2 separate regions of the Anser cygnoides genome follow, and region 2 is linked to region 1. A link is a contact called in public Hi-C data. All regions are on one chromosome and are shown on one strand. The core of a region is the stretch at or near the end of the contact, and the rest is flanking DNA. Distances in the headings are between cores, read along the strand shown.

Evidence for each region. A called contact is a pair of places that touch in the nucleus more often than the background predicts.
Region 2: a contact with region 1 is called in a Hi-C map of liver, with 3 times the contacts expected there. The contact joins two enhancer-like sites. A contact is called at or near these places in 2 of 7 Hi-C or Micro-C datasets (both in liver).

What each region holds. Positions count from the first base shown.
Region 1 is chr1:183,029,076-183,036,493 of Taihu_goose_T2T_genome, reverse strand. It overlaps FNDC3A (fibronectin type III domain containing 3A), which reads right to left. Exons shown (of 26, transcript XM_066988933.1): 4 at 2,376-2,452. Among named protein-coding and RNA genes, the nearest start is that of MLNR, 52 kb to the left of the region's middle. Within about 2 kb of position 2,848, at least 1 of the 3 cell types and tissues checked has open chromatin away from gene starts, as enhancers often do. A contact at or near this core is called in liver, where this site is marked.
Region 2 is chr1:183,350,967-183,358,384 of Taihu_goose_T2T_genome, reverse strand. It overlaps SPRYD7 (SPRY domain containing 7), which reads left to right. Exons shown (of 5, transcript XM_048052495.2): 3 at 1,603-1,769; 4 at 3,338-3,440; 5 at 6,284-7,418. The coding sequence ends at 6,321. Among named protein-coding and RNA genes, the nearest start is that of SPRYD7, 6.0 kb to the left of the region's middle. Within about 2 kb of position 2,499, at least 3 of the 3 cell types and tissues checked have open chromatin away from gene starts, as enhancers often do. A contact at or near this core is called in liver, where this site is marked.

The DNA.
Region 1 (7,418 bases), core at 1,599-4,098:
CAGGCTACTTAGGTTATCAGCAAACCCAAGAAAACAAACAAATTATAAATAAAGTAACTCAGAAATAGATACCCAATTCAAGCAGCAGGGACCTTAAGCTAAGTCTGTGACTGTGCCTCTAAATCAAACACAGCTCAACTGTATGCTCATAGCAGGGGGGCTACAAAAAAGCACTATGTGCATCGTGTCAAGTATGTCACCCTAAGTTAAAACAAAAACAAAAACAAAACAAAGACAAGCTATTATGTTAATTGTACTAGCAAAACACATAGTTCTGGCATAGGCCTCTCTGGTTGTGTGAATCAACCGAACATCACTGGAAAATTCACTACAGGCACTGAATACAGTCAGCTTGGAGAGGATGAATGAAGATGCCTGTGCTTGCTTTCACAGTTCTAGAATTACAGTTCCAAAAGAAAAGGAAGGGAGAAGTAAATCAACTTAAGAATTGCTTTTTATGTATGTGATATAAGAAGAATGTATGTGCTTTATTCTGTAGCTATCCCCGATGTCCAACAGAGGACAGTATGCTGTGTCAATGCCAAGCAGAAGTTGAAGCAAGCAGAGGTATAACAGAACTAAATGAAAATGGACAGACAGAATGAGGATGCTGAGGCTGTTCTTCCAGACTGATGGCTTTAGGCTTTTAACTGCCTTCCAATTTCTCTCAAAATGTATCTGAGTTACTGACTTAAAGATATGCTAAGCCTGAAGAAATCATGGAAGTTACATTGGTGGGACTGCAGTAAATCCAGGGTAACTCTTAGCAACATCGGCATTTTTTTCCTGTTTGCAAGACCGCTATCAAATCCTCTAGCTTGTAACAGGAACTTCCAACACAAACCACAACAGCTGGTATGTTTTGTCAGCAGTAAATACTTCAGAAGCCTTATAAACTACAGGTTTTCCTGGACTATGACATTCCTACTCGGATGAAAACAGCAGACATGAGCTCACTCCACCTGCACTCTCAGCTGGAGAGAGGTGAGGCACCTTCGGTTCAAAAGTCAGAGAGCTGTGCCAGCACAACACTTGCCTGGACTAACAAGCTCCAGTGAAAGGCTAACAAGCCTGCCCCAGCAAAACTCGGTCCTTCAGCCTGCCTGCTGCAGGCAGTCCTCAAAGGGAGGATAAAGTAATTTCATAAAAATGATTCAGATTGTCACAGGTCACACGACTTGCTGAATGCTAAGTGCTTCATCTGCTGAAATGAAGTACTCAGGAAACATAGTAAAATTTCACACTCCAATTCAAAAATTCTTTCAGGTCTTTAAAAATGAATTCTAACAGGAATCAAGCCATTTTACTATGATTTAAAGATAAATGGACTCTCACGATTTTTAATTTATTTCTCTTCTGCCTGTTTCAGAACTCAGCTATGAGAGATACATGAGCCAACTTTCAACAGATCAAAGGTAAAACCACGGAGACGCCATGGATCAGCCTGCCTGCCCTAACAGCCTTTTCTGCTACTAGAGGGCAATATTTCGTGCAGTTCAGATCATTTGTGCTACATCTCCTGGACACTGAGGATTTTTTGGTTTCATTCTGTGTTGTATTCTCTTCCAATGTACACAGTGAATCAGATGTAGACTGGTCTCAACAACAGAATATCATGATAAAGATTTACGTTATGGACAGTGGCATTCGTCTGCTCTAGTTTCCAGGTCTGAGCTACTAACCCCCGTGCTCATTCTGTAGTTGGGGAAGAGAAACAGACGTCATCTAGAAGGCCCTATATCTCAGCATAATAACAAATACAGGTGAGAGGAATTGTCCTTTTAATGTACTTTAAAGGATGTCCAGGTTATCTGGCTCACATTTAATTTTCAGGCATCTAAATTAGGAATCCCTTAGCAGCAACAAAAGCACAGCCCTACTTCAAGATAAGGCATGGAAACGTGTGTTGTATGGTAACTTATCCCCAGCGGACAGCTGATGTTTTTTCATGTTGTTTGCTACGCTTTTTCTAACTGATCTGTTTTATTCCTTATCTGCAGGGAACTTCCTAGACACGAGCTATGTATGTACATAAAATTACATTGATGCCAAGAGAAAATACCTGCTAACCAAGAATTCAGCACAATGAACTATCTGGGTCATGAGCTTTTTTATGTTCAGAGGGCATCGAGTACATTAGGATCCTGAACTAAATAAGGAAGTGTACCTGTTATTGTCATGCAAGTAGTTAATATATAACTAAATGGGCACACATCCTGGCTCCCATCACAGAGATGTTATTGGGCACGTCCCATTATTTACCTGTTTGATCACAGTGACTCCGGTTTGACAGATTCACTTACTGAATTAGCTATTTCGGTTCTACTTCTATAATCTGCATGCACACAAATGAAGTAAGAATCAAAGGGACGTACCTGTGGGGCATATCCAGGAGGCACATAAATAGTAGGCACTGAACCATTTGGGGACATCATTGGAACCTGAGCAGGACCTAAATGGGTTAAAAAAAGTAGCCTCAAATTATTAAATGGTGCGGTATTGAAAGTTCAAAGAACATACTGAACTGCAAAGTCTCTGTGAAAAATATACAAGATAACATGGATAAACAAAGGCAATGAACTGTACGGATAAAATTATAGCAAAGGGCACTCTTAGAAACATGAGACATTTAAGAAAAACAGAAACAAAGTAAAAAGTAATTCTCCAGTAGCTATTTCTCCCTTCTCTGTCAGCTCATGGAAGAACTTTTGGCAAAACTTCTTTGCACGTGACAAGTCAAAAGAAGTGTCCCAAAATGAAGAGGCAATAGAATAGACTTTACTACAGAAACAAACGAACAAGCAAACAAAAAATCGGAAACAAAATGCTAAAACCAGACAGTATGCAGTTAAGAGTTGCAAATAAAATTATTTACTAAATTGCTGCTCTGTTACCATGGGCTCAACACCTAAAATGGTCTCCGTACCACAGGAATGGGAGGTGGCAAACAGGGCACCAACTTAAAATCTCAGGGGAAAGAAAGCCAGTGTTTTACAAGCCAGTGAGTCTACTCCTACAAATGGTAAGAAGTTATGATACCACGATGATCCTTGTACCAAGCAAACCAGAAAGAACAGAATTCACAGTCACTTAGATATATATGATGCAGTGAGGATGTGTTAAGGTGGCATTTGTAGATAAATCACTGCCTGGAAAATCTGGTACCTTCAAAGAGCACAGGGACACTGTTACATGCTTGGGTTTTCAAAAAACTTTTGACGATCTTTCTCAAAGACCCTTTAAGAAGTAATGTTGCCTTTGGTTTAAAAGGGAAGAGGGTTTCTCATGACTAACAACTAACTGGACCAAGGACAGGAAACAAAGATGAAAAATAAATGATCAGCTTTCAAAGTGGCTAGAGTGACCAAAGAGTACCACAGGCATGCAAAAATAAATCTGTTCAATGTATTAACATTCCTGGAAAAGGAAATGAATGCTGAGGTGACAAATTCTTGGTATGCACTCAGAGAGCTGCAAAGGATCTCAGAGCACTCAATGACTAGATGATAAAAATGAAGAAGAAATTGTGCTGCTATGTGCAAAGTAACGCACCTGGACAAAACCAACAGAACTATTTATTTACAGCGTTAAGCCACAAATTAGCTGTAAACAGATTATGGAATTACATGTATTTCTAGGGAAAAACCGACTGAGCTGTTCGGTGGGATTCGCAGAAGGAAAGAGAACACAAAATCATCACTCACAGAACTGAGTACAAGCAGAACATGTTACCCCAGGGTCTAAATTTATCCTGGATCTCAGTATCCTGAGCACTAGTTGCAGTGCCTGTCTCCATCCTTAAAAAAAAACAAAAACAAAAACAAACAAACAAAAAAACCCAGACACAACAGAACTAAAGAAGAGGCCATCAAGAGACCAGGATTCTTCCACCTGAAGATGGAGGAAAGGTAAAAGAGCAAGCAGGAGAGAAATAGTAAGAGACCTATAAAAATCACAAACTGCCTAAAAATAGGAAGATGGATCATTTACACTTTCTCATGTACAAGAACCAGAGGTACTAAATTAAATCAACGAATAAAAGGTTTAAAGTGGAAAAAGGAATTTCTCAGGAAATGCACAGCTAAGTTTTGTAACTCACTGCTTTAAGAACATTGCAGAAATGAAAGGTTATATTCCGAAGCTATTCAACAAATTGAAATAAGTAATTCACTAAGAGCTGTAAAAAAATAATTAAAAAAAATACTTTTGGTTCAGGAGGCTCAAAAGAGGAAAGTTATTTCTGTGCGTTTGACCAGCCCTTATGCTCTCTCCTTTCGGATTTGATACTGGTCTCTATCAGAGCCAGGGCATTTGCATAGGCTACAAGAGGGACTGCATACAGATGTCCTTACATCCCCACATTTATCCCAAACAGGAACAATTCCTAGAGTTTAATTGTTAATGAGATAATGAAACAGGATGTAATCTAACTAGGTTTTGTGGCATGATGATGAGATTGGATACAAACACCCTAGGCTTCATTCTCTAAATTTCCAACTCAGTTTAGATGCTACCAAAAGCATCAACCCAACTCTTAGTGAAGTTTCAACAATACTTCTTCTGAAAGGGTGTTCATAGTTCCACTTTAATGTTTGATACACCGTGTTAAGGTCTGCAAATGAAAAGTACAAAGCAAATGCAAGGTGCGTTTTATCGTACTAGCACATCTCATTCTGATAGGTGTGAACTTGACAGCAAAATAAAGGTAACTATTCCCAAATGCCGAGAATGGGAAAAAGGAACAAAAAGCATTCTATAAAAAATGAGGCATGTAATCAAACTTGACTCCACATGCTATAGGGACTCCTTCACAATAGGATAAAAAAGTTTTGAATTGTATTACCTAAAAAGAATCACAGCCTTGTTCTTGATGAAGTGTTAATCCGCAACAGTGGCGAGAAAGAAGAATTTTCAAGAATGCGGTCTTAATTGAAAGATTAACTGAACCACGTAAAAAGCAAATAAGAGGTCTACAGTAAGCTTTAAGTTGAGAAGTGAACCTTCTTCAGGTTTTTGCTCAGGTGGAACTCAAAAATGTTTCAGTTAAAGTTTCCCCTGAGTACGAGGTTCTGAAAAAGAAGGACAGTCAAATGAAAAGTGGTCAAACAAGCTAAGAAGTGCTTTAGAGTATTATCTTAAAATAAATTCCAAAAGGTCAACAGCAACGGAAGCATATTTATTACAAGTTGTCCTTCAACCAAATAATGGTTTAAATTAATTCTTAAATAAGAGGATGGATTTTACACAGCTTGTATCTTTTTTCTTGTATAGCGTACTTGTGGTTTTCATAATGAATACAAGAAACCGAAGCTTTCATTAAACTCACCATTTTCAACTACATAAGTTTCAGGTAAATTGAGAATCAAGCCCACAATTACTTCAACTTCCATAGCAAACTCATCATGCTGGGAGGATGAAGGAACTCTGACATGTATAGCCTGTTTCTTTGTGAGCTGGTGGGTATTTACGTGCTTTTTTGTTGGTGCTGTTTTAGACTGTTAAATTTAGACAACATTCTTTGGATGTTTAAAACAAAAAATAAGGTCCAGGTAAGTGAACTATACTTCTTTCCAAAGAGCACTCACTGAGTGCTTTAACTTTCTGTCTTAACTAACGAAAAAACAGCTATCTCCAGTCCAGTACAGAGGTTGATCCACAAAGCCATTCTCAGTATAGATTCATAATCTAGCAGTCACATGAAGGCAATATATGAACCTAAATGAACATATCAACTTTGAATGGAGTCAAGTTAGCAGTCTGAAAACTTGCATCCTATCTTTAGCGTTTTATGGTTCCAGAAAAAATGAAAGTATTTTTAACATTCAAGATTCTTCTGATATATTTCTGATAAGATTTGCAAGTGACTGCAGAATGAGGTTAGACTGAACAGGAATATTTAGGAGAACAGAAAGCACAGGAACAAAAGTTGACAAACTTTATGAAAAATTTTAATGGATACAGGGTCTTCGCAGCAAAGTTATTGGTTTCTTGACAGAAAGCACATTACCAGCTGCAAAACTATGAAGGAAAGTACCATGCATTTAAAGATAATGTATTAACACTATATATGGGCAGAAATACATTTTTCCCCCTCCTCCATATGAAAACAAAAAATGTGAAGATCTTGGCTTTAAAGGATTCTCAAGCTCTTAGCGATTGATTGGACCGAAGCAAGACAAGGCCAGTGTTTTACCATGAGGGGTGGCTGGTTAAAAAGCACCAGTGGAGAACAGCCTCTGGAAGTCCTGCTAGACAAATATCTCCTTTTCTCTACTGCATGTAAAGGGAATTTTCTTCCTCCAAGCCACTATGTTGGAAACGTTGATGCTTTTAAGAGGAGGTCTCAAATCTTCTAACATACTTCAGGTAAACAAATTCTCTTGACATAGAAATGAAAAATAATGATAGTGGGAGGAAAAGAAAAACAACAACAACGCACCACACAGCTGTTTTAGGCTTTATTCCTGAGAAATGACTTATCAAATACCACAAAGCTTTATTTAACCCAACGTAACCCAAGATGTTTCGGCGTACTTCCACTTCACCTGCCTGAAATTTGCTACCTCACTGCTACGAAAGGTAAAAGCTGTAAATACGGATCTTTAAACGAGCGTTTTGTGTTATTTTTTTTTTTTTTAAACACAATAAAAACCAAGATCCCTCACAAAGACGCCACAAACCCTCGGGTAGGGGTGGAAAGGAGAGGGAAATAGCGGAGGGCTCCCCCTGCCCCGGGCTGTGTGAAGCCACTGATGGAAGCGGGCCGGAGGGACCGGCTCCATCGCTGAGGGCCCCCGGAGCGCCCTGCCCGCGGGGACCGGCGACATTTGCAGGGCCGCGGCCGCCGGTGCCCTTCCGGGGCACGGCCCGGCCCGGCCCGGCGCTCGGAATGGCCGCCGCCGCCGGGAGCCCCTCGGCCGCCCTGAGGGGAGCTCAGCACGTCCCCGCGCCGCCCGCCCCCTCGTGTCACCCCTTACCGCTCATTTCGGACCGAGCCGAGCCGAGCCGAGCCGAGCCGGGCCGGGCTGGCGGCTGCTCCCCGGCGCGCCGCGGCGGGCGGGCGGGCGGGGCGGCGGCGGCGGGCGGGGCGGCTCGGCACGGCTCGGCTCGGCTCGGCTCAGGTGCGCCGCGGCCTGCCGCCGCTGAGGGAAGCGCCGGCCGCTTTTTCCCCTCACGGTTTTACTTCAGAGTTTTAGCAGCCGTTCGGCCTTCCCCTTTTACCTTAACGAGCGCAATTAAGAGGAAAGGGGTCACTACTCGGGCCAAATCCTTCCGTAGGATTTACCTGTCGCTGAACTGCCACCTGGGGAAGGGGGGCGCGCAAAGGGAGCGGGCCGCAAACAAATACTTTTTCCTCAGAAAGCCGCAGCTTTCTGATACCGATTAGTGCTTTGATACTGATCTGTGCGGATACTGCA
Region 2 (7,418 bases), core at 1,250-3,749, 320 kb before region 1:
ACCTCACACTCAAACCATTTGTTTTTAAACCAGTTTGGTTTTAAACTACATATAAACCCCAGCTCACTCTTAATCTGGCAATTTTAGTATCCTTTCTGTTGAGGGGGAGAATCAACTCAACTGCAGCTGTTGTTCACGTATTGTCATCATTCACACAAGTACAGTATCTGCGTTGTTACACTTCAGAAACACAGGAAATAAACTCTTCTCTGAGCCCGGCTTCATCTTGTCCTGTGTCCCAGGGCAGGAGAGTTATAGATAGCTTAGCTTAAAACTTCAATTCACAGAAGTGTCCCTGCGCAGTCTACCAGGGGTCATTTAGCCTGACTATTGGGAAGCTTTACAAAGCCCAATCTGAATTTTGTTTTCACTCTGGATTTGTAAATATGAGAATAAATAGTTCTGCAATTTTGTCTTCTGAAATTAATTTAGTTATATTTTTGCTTTGTTTTAGTCTTCTGAAGATTAAAGAGCCCCAGTTTTTTTCATTGTCTACTTATAGGCAATGTTTTTACATTTTTTTGACTGGTTTTCTTGTTTCTTCTAGACTTTCTCTAATTGACCTGATTTGTCTTGAGGGGTGATGCTTTAAATGGATGCCGTGCTCCAGCTGCAGCAGCAGTGGATGTCCTTTGTGTACTTTATATGCAATATGTTTCATTTATACATGCCATACATCCAGAAGTATTTCATGACAGTACGACACACTCAAATACGGCATGTGTTCTATGATAACCCTCAAATTATATTCTTTGAACTGGTTGCCAAGGCACTACTGTATTTTTGCTACTTATTCCTGCTTACCTGCTGTTCTTTGTAATTCAGAAAAAGGAAATGCTTGCTCCGTATTTCAGACCTCTTAACCAATTTGTTGGGATTATTTAAAAATTGGCCTCTGAAGAGCTTGCACTCCTGTCAGGTTGATATTGGCAGCATGTTTAACAAGCAAATTGTCATGTTATTTAAGTCATTAATGTGCATACGGAATAGCATCTGACCTTGGGCATTCACTGCAAAGTCTGAAACCCCACTCACGTCATCTTTTTGATTTGACAGAGGGCTACTGATGAGTAGTCTCCAAATACAGTTTCCTAACCAGTTGTGCACTCGCCTTGCTGTAACTTCACCTTGACTACGCTTTCCTCATTTGAGTGTTCGAATGTTGTATGAGGATCAGAAATGTTACCAAATCAATATCTATCGTGTTTACCATTTCTCCTTTTTCCCTAGGGCTGGTCTAACCAGATGAAAAAGGAAATTGCATAGTTTCAACTTGATTTGTTGTTCACAAATCCATGCTAGTTGGATTTATTTTTTACATCTTCCTAGATTCTCCGAGTTGTTTTCTAGTATTTTTTAGGACTAAAAGTTAAGCTAAGTGGTTAGAATTCTCTGGATCCTTATTTTCAAGATAGATACTGCTAGATCTTCAATCTTTTGTGACTGTTGGTATTTCCAATAGATATTTACTGGTAGTACCTCCATGGCACTAGTTAAGAACATGTTATATTCTTTATACTATCCTGCTTCAGTCAGGTAGTCAAAATTATGTGTATATATATATTCTTTTTTTTTTCTTATCGTGTTAATGTCATGTTTTAGGGATTTGGGGTATTGGAGTTGCAACCCAGAAAGCAAACTTGAATCAAATTCCACTGGGTCGAGACGTCCATAGTCTGGTAATGAGGAATGATGGAGCTCTCTATTATAACAACGAGGAGAAAAACAGGCTACCAGCAAACAACTTGCCACAGGAGGGCGATGTGGTGGTGAGTTTTGTAAAGCTGCTGTATCTTTTCCAGCTGTTCCCAGATTTCTCTTTATTTACAGCTGCTGTGTGGTCAGACCGACCGTTTCCAATCAAATTATTGTCGTCTCCCAGTTTGGAAAGTGCTGATGTAAACTCCTGTTGTGTTTGAATGGATCAGCAGCCTGGAGATAAGTGGACTTTGTTCTGAGCATCTGCGTGATCCTGAGTGTCTTACCAGGGTTTGAAAGGTGGCCTCTCCTGCTGTGTCGCAGCCCGGCTGCTGTATCCAGCTGGCTGATGACTCCCATCAGAAGGGTCCTGCACTGTTTGAGATGGGACTTTCCTGAACAAATAACGCGCTGGAATGTGTTACGTGGCCTGCCTCCGTGCCCAGCTGAACTCTAGATCCCACAGCTGACTGGTTAATAATTAGAAGAGAGCAGAGAGAGGGCCTGGCTGACTGGTGGATTGTATTTTTAGCCAAACTTTTGTAGGGAAGGGGAGAGATACCAAGTGGGAAGACAATTGAAGAATGAGAGCAAAGTGAGAATCCTAAGGTTTTGTACCTCACTGTTTCCAAAATATCTTTATGGCTTGGCATTCAAAGGGTTCCAGTTCATTACTGTCATTTTCTCAATTTCCTGTTAGAGATTTATTTTCGAAAACTCATGGGAGCAATGACATTTAGACCATTTATCACTGCTACTTTTCTTGCTGGGTAACCTTGCTTCTGTATAGCAATGGTTAGAAAATTCATCCCTAGAAGCCCTAAACAGCTAAAGCTGACTCCTCCACCCTTTACCTCAGACACTACGTTATTCTTTTAATCCCCTTCTGAAGTTGTTTTATTGGAGGGTTGCAGTCTGTTTCAGGGTTTGGTCAAGCAATGTAGTTTCAAACGACTTCAGTCACAAAAGTGTAGCTGATGTGTTACTTTGGTAACTCCCCAGTTTTCATAAATGTCAGTTTATTGTGTTCTGTCATGAAAATAGATTCTGAGGCAGTGAACGACAACACAAAGTGCCACGCTCAGCCATACCAAAACAGTCAGGAAAAAAAATCCCTTGTCTAACAAATAAGTGATTTATTACCTCATGAGTGTTTGCTTTCTGCTCTCTGGTCAGCATGTTTGTAACGATGTGTGTGAAGTGCTGGTCAAATAAACTGAATTCATAGCGTCGTTATTTAGGAAACTCATTTCCACGGGAAGGTACAAAAACGAAGACTGCGAACTGCTTAATATTCATTGGAAATTTTGTGATTCTGTGCCATGGTGAGGAATAGTCTAGAAATGTCTTTTGTAAACTGGCCTTAGTAAGACGTGTACAGTACTGATTGCATCTAAATTGAATGAGCATTAAGGAATCCCAAGTATTTGAAAATACAAATGTTTCTGATCATTTATTAACTTCCAGTCCTGTGCTGAACTATTTCAAGTGAAGTTTTCTAGAATGCTGTGGTTTGCATAATGGCGTTAAAATCTGCCTGTGGCTGAAAAAGCTGAATTAAGTAGCAATGTTGTGTGTATAAACTTGTTGATGGTGGTTTTTTTGTTTTGTTTTGTTTTTAATTTTCTGTGCTTTGTAGGGCATTACATATGACCATGTAGAACTAAATGTATATTTAAATGGGAAGAACATGCATTGTCCAGCGTCAGGAATCCGAGGGACTGTCTATCCAGTGGTCTATGGTAAGTAGGAGATTTTCAAACCGTTTCATAGTATGGACAATATTTTTGCACCAAGTCTGTCTTGTGAATTCTTCTCCTCACTTGGATGGAGCACACATCTTTCCAGTCACACCTCAGTCGTTTGTTTTGGCAATTACAACGAAGAACTGCTTGGAAACACAAAGCTAGGAAAATACAAAGGTATATTTTCACTTAATTTTTTAATGCCGTTTAATAGCTAGAAAAAAAGAGCACTGCTTACTGACTGTTGGCAAAGTATCCACATCCGACAAGCTGCGAAGTTCCTGCAGTTAGTCTAAAAGCTGCTGGGCAAAAAAAAAAACATGAAGCAGACGAAAGAAAGAAACAAATTCAACCTAGTATGGACATGTGGGCTAATCTAGTTTATCTCTGCAGCTTGGCATTTATGCCCATTAATTTCACACTTTGTAAATGTATTCAGTGTTAAATATGAATAGATACTGAATTGCCATTTGTATTCTCTTACGGAAGCAGTAACTCCCCTGTCGTGCCAGTACAGCTGCCTGCTGCCTGGTGGGCCCGCTCTTTGCTGCAGTACCAAGGTGATGGCCATTTCTGAAATGCAGCAACTGGTGGGTGAGGTGTGGTAGCTGCTCTTGCCATCACCTATCAATACAGCAGAGCGATTTTGAACAAGAAACCAATACCACGTCCAGTTAATCCCCTCATAGGCGGTTTAAGAAAGAATTTATGAATTACGGGAGCTGGAATTTGGCCAAGGCGTGTGTTAACAATTTACCCTTCCAGAACTTGGCGGTGTTTTTGTAGTTCCCAAGTAGTCAGAAGGCTGTTTAACATCTCATCTGAAAGGCAGCGCTTCCCCTCGTTCAGCACATAACCTGTGCTGCACTCTGGGTTGTCGTATAACTTACAGCAAACGATCACTGCTCATTGGATTCCCAGCGTTGCACCTCCAGCCTTCTCCACTTTATCTTTGTTCCCACGTGAGAGTCTTGTCTAAGTAGTATCCTCCCCCAAGCTCATTTAGCTCTTCAGATATCATTAGCTATATGATGTGGATAATTATTTCATTTCACGGTTGGTTCCTAACGAACTGTTGGCATGTTCCCATTTATATCCTGACACATTCGTAATACTGCATTTTATGAGCAGGAAGCAAATACTCTTAGATATGCTGCAGAGCCTTTGAAGTCTATAATTTTAGACTTCCACCTTTCCGAGGTATTAGGAGTGGAAATGCAGTCATTTTGTGATGTGTTTGTAAGCCACATGATGGCGCTGCTGAAGTGCTGTGGCAGCCAGTAGCTGCCCCGCAGCACTGCCGGCTCTCCTCGTATGAAAAGATTGGCGGGCAGTGGGAGAAGAGTTACGGTGTGATAGCTGATTCTTGCATCTTCCCTTTATTTTGGAAATGGTGTTAGAGAAAGCAGGTTGTTTTTAGAAAACATTCGGTAACTTGTTAGCCTATTAGAAATCATCTTTTTTTCTGACTTAGAGTTCTGTGCCAGGGGAATTCAGCAGCCTTTTTTTGCCAGGTTCTTATTATCCTCTTCTACAAGTGGACAAAATTTCACAATAACTATAGTGTTTCTTACATACTGCTGTAACAACTGAAGCCTCCAAATTGATTTTGCGTGGCACTTACACTGGTACACATTTTAAATACAAACGTCCTTTTTTTAATGTGCACTTCTAGTCATGGGAAAGGATCTGAACACAGTGAAGAGAGTTTCTTAAGCATTTCCCTTTCCAGAATTCAGAGTAGAACTATGGATATCTTTTTAAAAGAAACTCGATACTGTGTTCACCTACTCTATCAGGTGTGTAAAACAGGAAAGTGAACTTGAAGGTTGCTCCTCACAGCTGCTGTACTTGAGGCATCTTTGCATAAGCGCGATGCAGACTCTGCATAAATGCTACAGGACTGTATAAATGTACTGATAAGAGTTTTTTCCTACCTTGGTTCTGAGATACTTAAATTTCAAACCAAACTATGGAGATGAATCTCCCCTATTTTGACCTAATATACCTGGTTTATTTGGAGAAAGTTATCTTTGAAAGAGAGCTTTTCTGTCCAGCTGGGCATTTCTGTTTGCTTATATGGTACATGAAAGTTTTTCTGTGACAATCCTCAGTAGTATCTTTTTTTTTTTGTGCTGAAGGTTAATAACACGTGCCCTGCAGTTTATGCAGAGGTCCAAAACTGAGAACGGTGTTGTAAAAAGCATTAATTTCCAACTTAAAGAGGCAGTCAAGGAAGCTCTCTTCGTGTTACATCTTAGAACAGATGGTCTGACACCAACCACTACAGACATCGGAGATCTTGGTAACCTCCAGAAAAGTGATTGCAGGCAGCTGAAACCCTGTAAAACTCCAGCAAAATAGGAAGCGGGCAGAAAAAATACGCAGCTGTGGAGGTGACAGCCTTGCAGTATGCATCGAGTAGTGTCCTTAGTCTACAGATTTACAGAAAAATAGAGTAGAAAATTTGAATGGAATTGTCTGAAGCCCTGCTAACGTGAACTCAGAGGTAGCGTACTCTTTGGGTTCAGCAAGGACTGCTGCTGACTAAAGTAAATACCAGCACAGAGAGGTGACTTGCTCTCCTTGGGTATGCGTATAGGGCTTTAGCAAATTTGTTGGAGAAGTTTCATTTAATTCTCCTATGTGTAGGTAACGGACGTTGTAGAATATTCCTCATGTTGTAAGCATGGCAAATATAATCTAGGAAGGTGGTGTAATAGAGGATGAAGCTGCATGTGTTTCTTCTCTAATTTCTTCTGTTTAATTCTTTCCTGCAGTTGATGACAGTGCCATTCTGGATTGTCAGTTCAGTGAATTTTATCATATGCCTCCCCCAGGGTTTGAGAAGATCCTCTTCGAGCAGCAAATCTTCTGAATGTCTTCGTACTGAAAATTTGCACCCTGCACTGTTAAGAAAAAGCTTTGTCATCTTAAATAAAGCTTCACGTTACCTTTAGGAAACATATCCGTATTTTTAGTAAGTACTTGTGACTGTTGTCTGCGGAATTAATATGTTAACTGCAACACCAGATAATTGTGTTGCAAATACTAGATTTCTGGCAATGTTTTGTGGTTGAAAAATCAATGTTTTGGGCCAGTTTTTTTCTGATCTGTACTCGATGCCTAAAGTAACTAAGGAATATCATTGACATCAGCATTCAATTCAGTATTTTGGATGAACTGGAGCTCTGTAAAGCCGGTAGTTCTTATAAATATGATAGCTATGGAGACTGATAGTTCTCATGATCTTTTTCCCAGCTTTTTCAGACGGAAGCTATATACCTTGTTAAAAGGAAGTACTGTATTTCTAGTCTGTGATTAGGAGTTGCGGTGTCCTGGTTGTGCACGATGCACGATGGCATAACTAGCAGCTAGGCTTCTCTTGCCTCCGCAAGGTGTCGTTTAATCCATTCCCTCCGTCTTAAAATGGCAAATGTGTATTTCTCCTAGCTTTTCATTTCCTTTGACTGCGATGGATAATAGGTTACTGTGTAGTAATACTTCAGACGCTATTTTGTTGAACCTTAACAAAGCAAACCTGAACGCCACCTGTGTTTTTTGAGGACCATGGCTCTGTGTCGCTCTGGTAGCAGAGTTCAGTACAGATTGCTCAGCTTGGGTATGCAGAGAGACGGGTGAAGGGTATGAGATGTTACGGTGAAGCCTTACATCTACACTGTAAATCAGATTATTCTTTTACGGAATATCTTATTTAATTTCTCTGTGAATCATTTATAAATGATTAATGGCTAAGACATTGTTCTAAAATGTGATGCCCATAAGTATAAATTGAGATGCTTTTTTTTTCCTCTGTTGTCATGTATTTAATATACTTCCTGGAAGAACTTTTATTGTAAAGAAAATCTTCGTATTGGATGTTTGGTTTTTGTTTTTGACTTTTCCTGGGTTGATGCAGTTGCATAAAGGAATAATTTATTTAAATATTTTTTAGAAATGATCTGATTCTGAAAT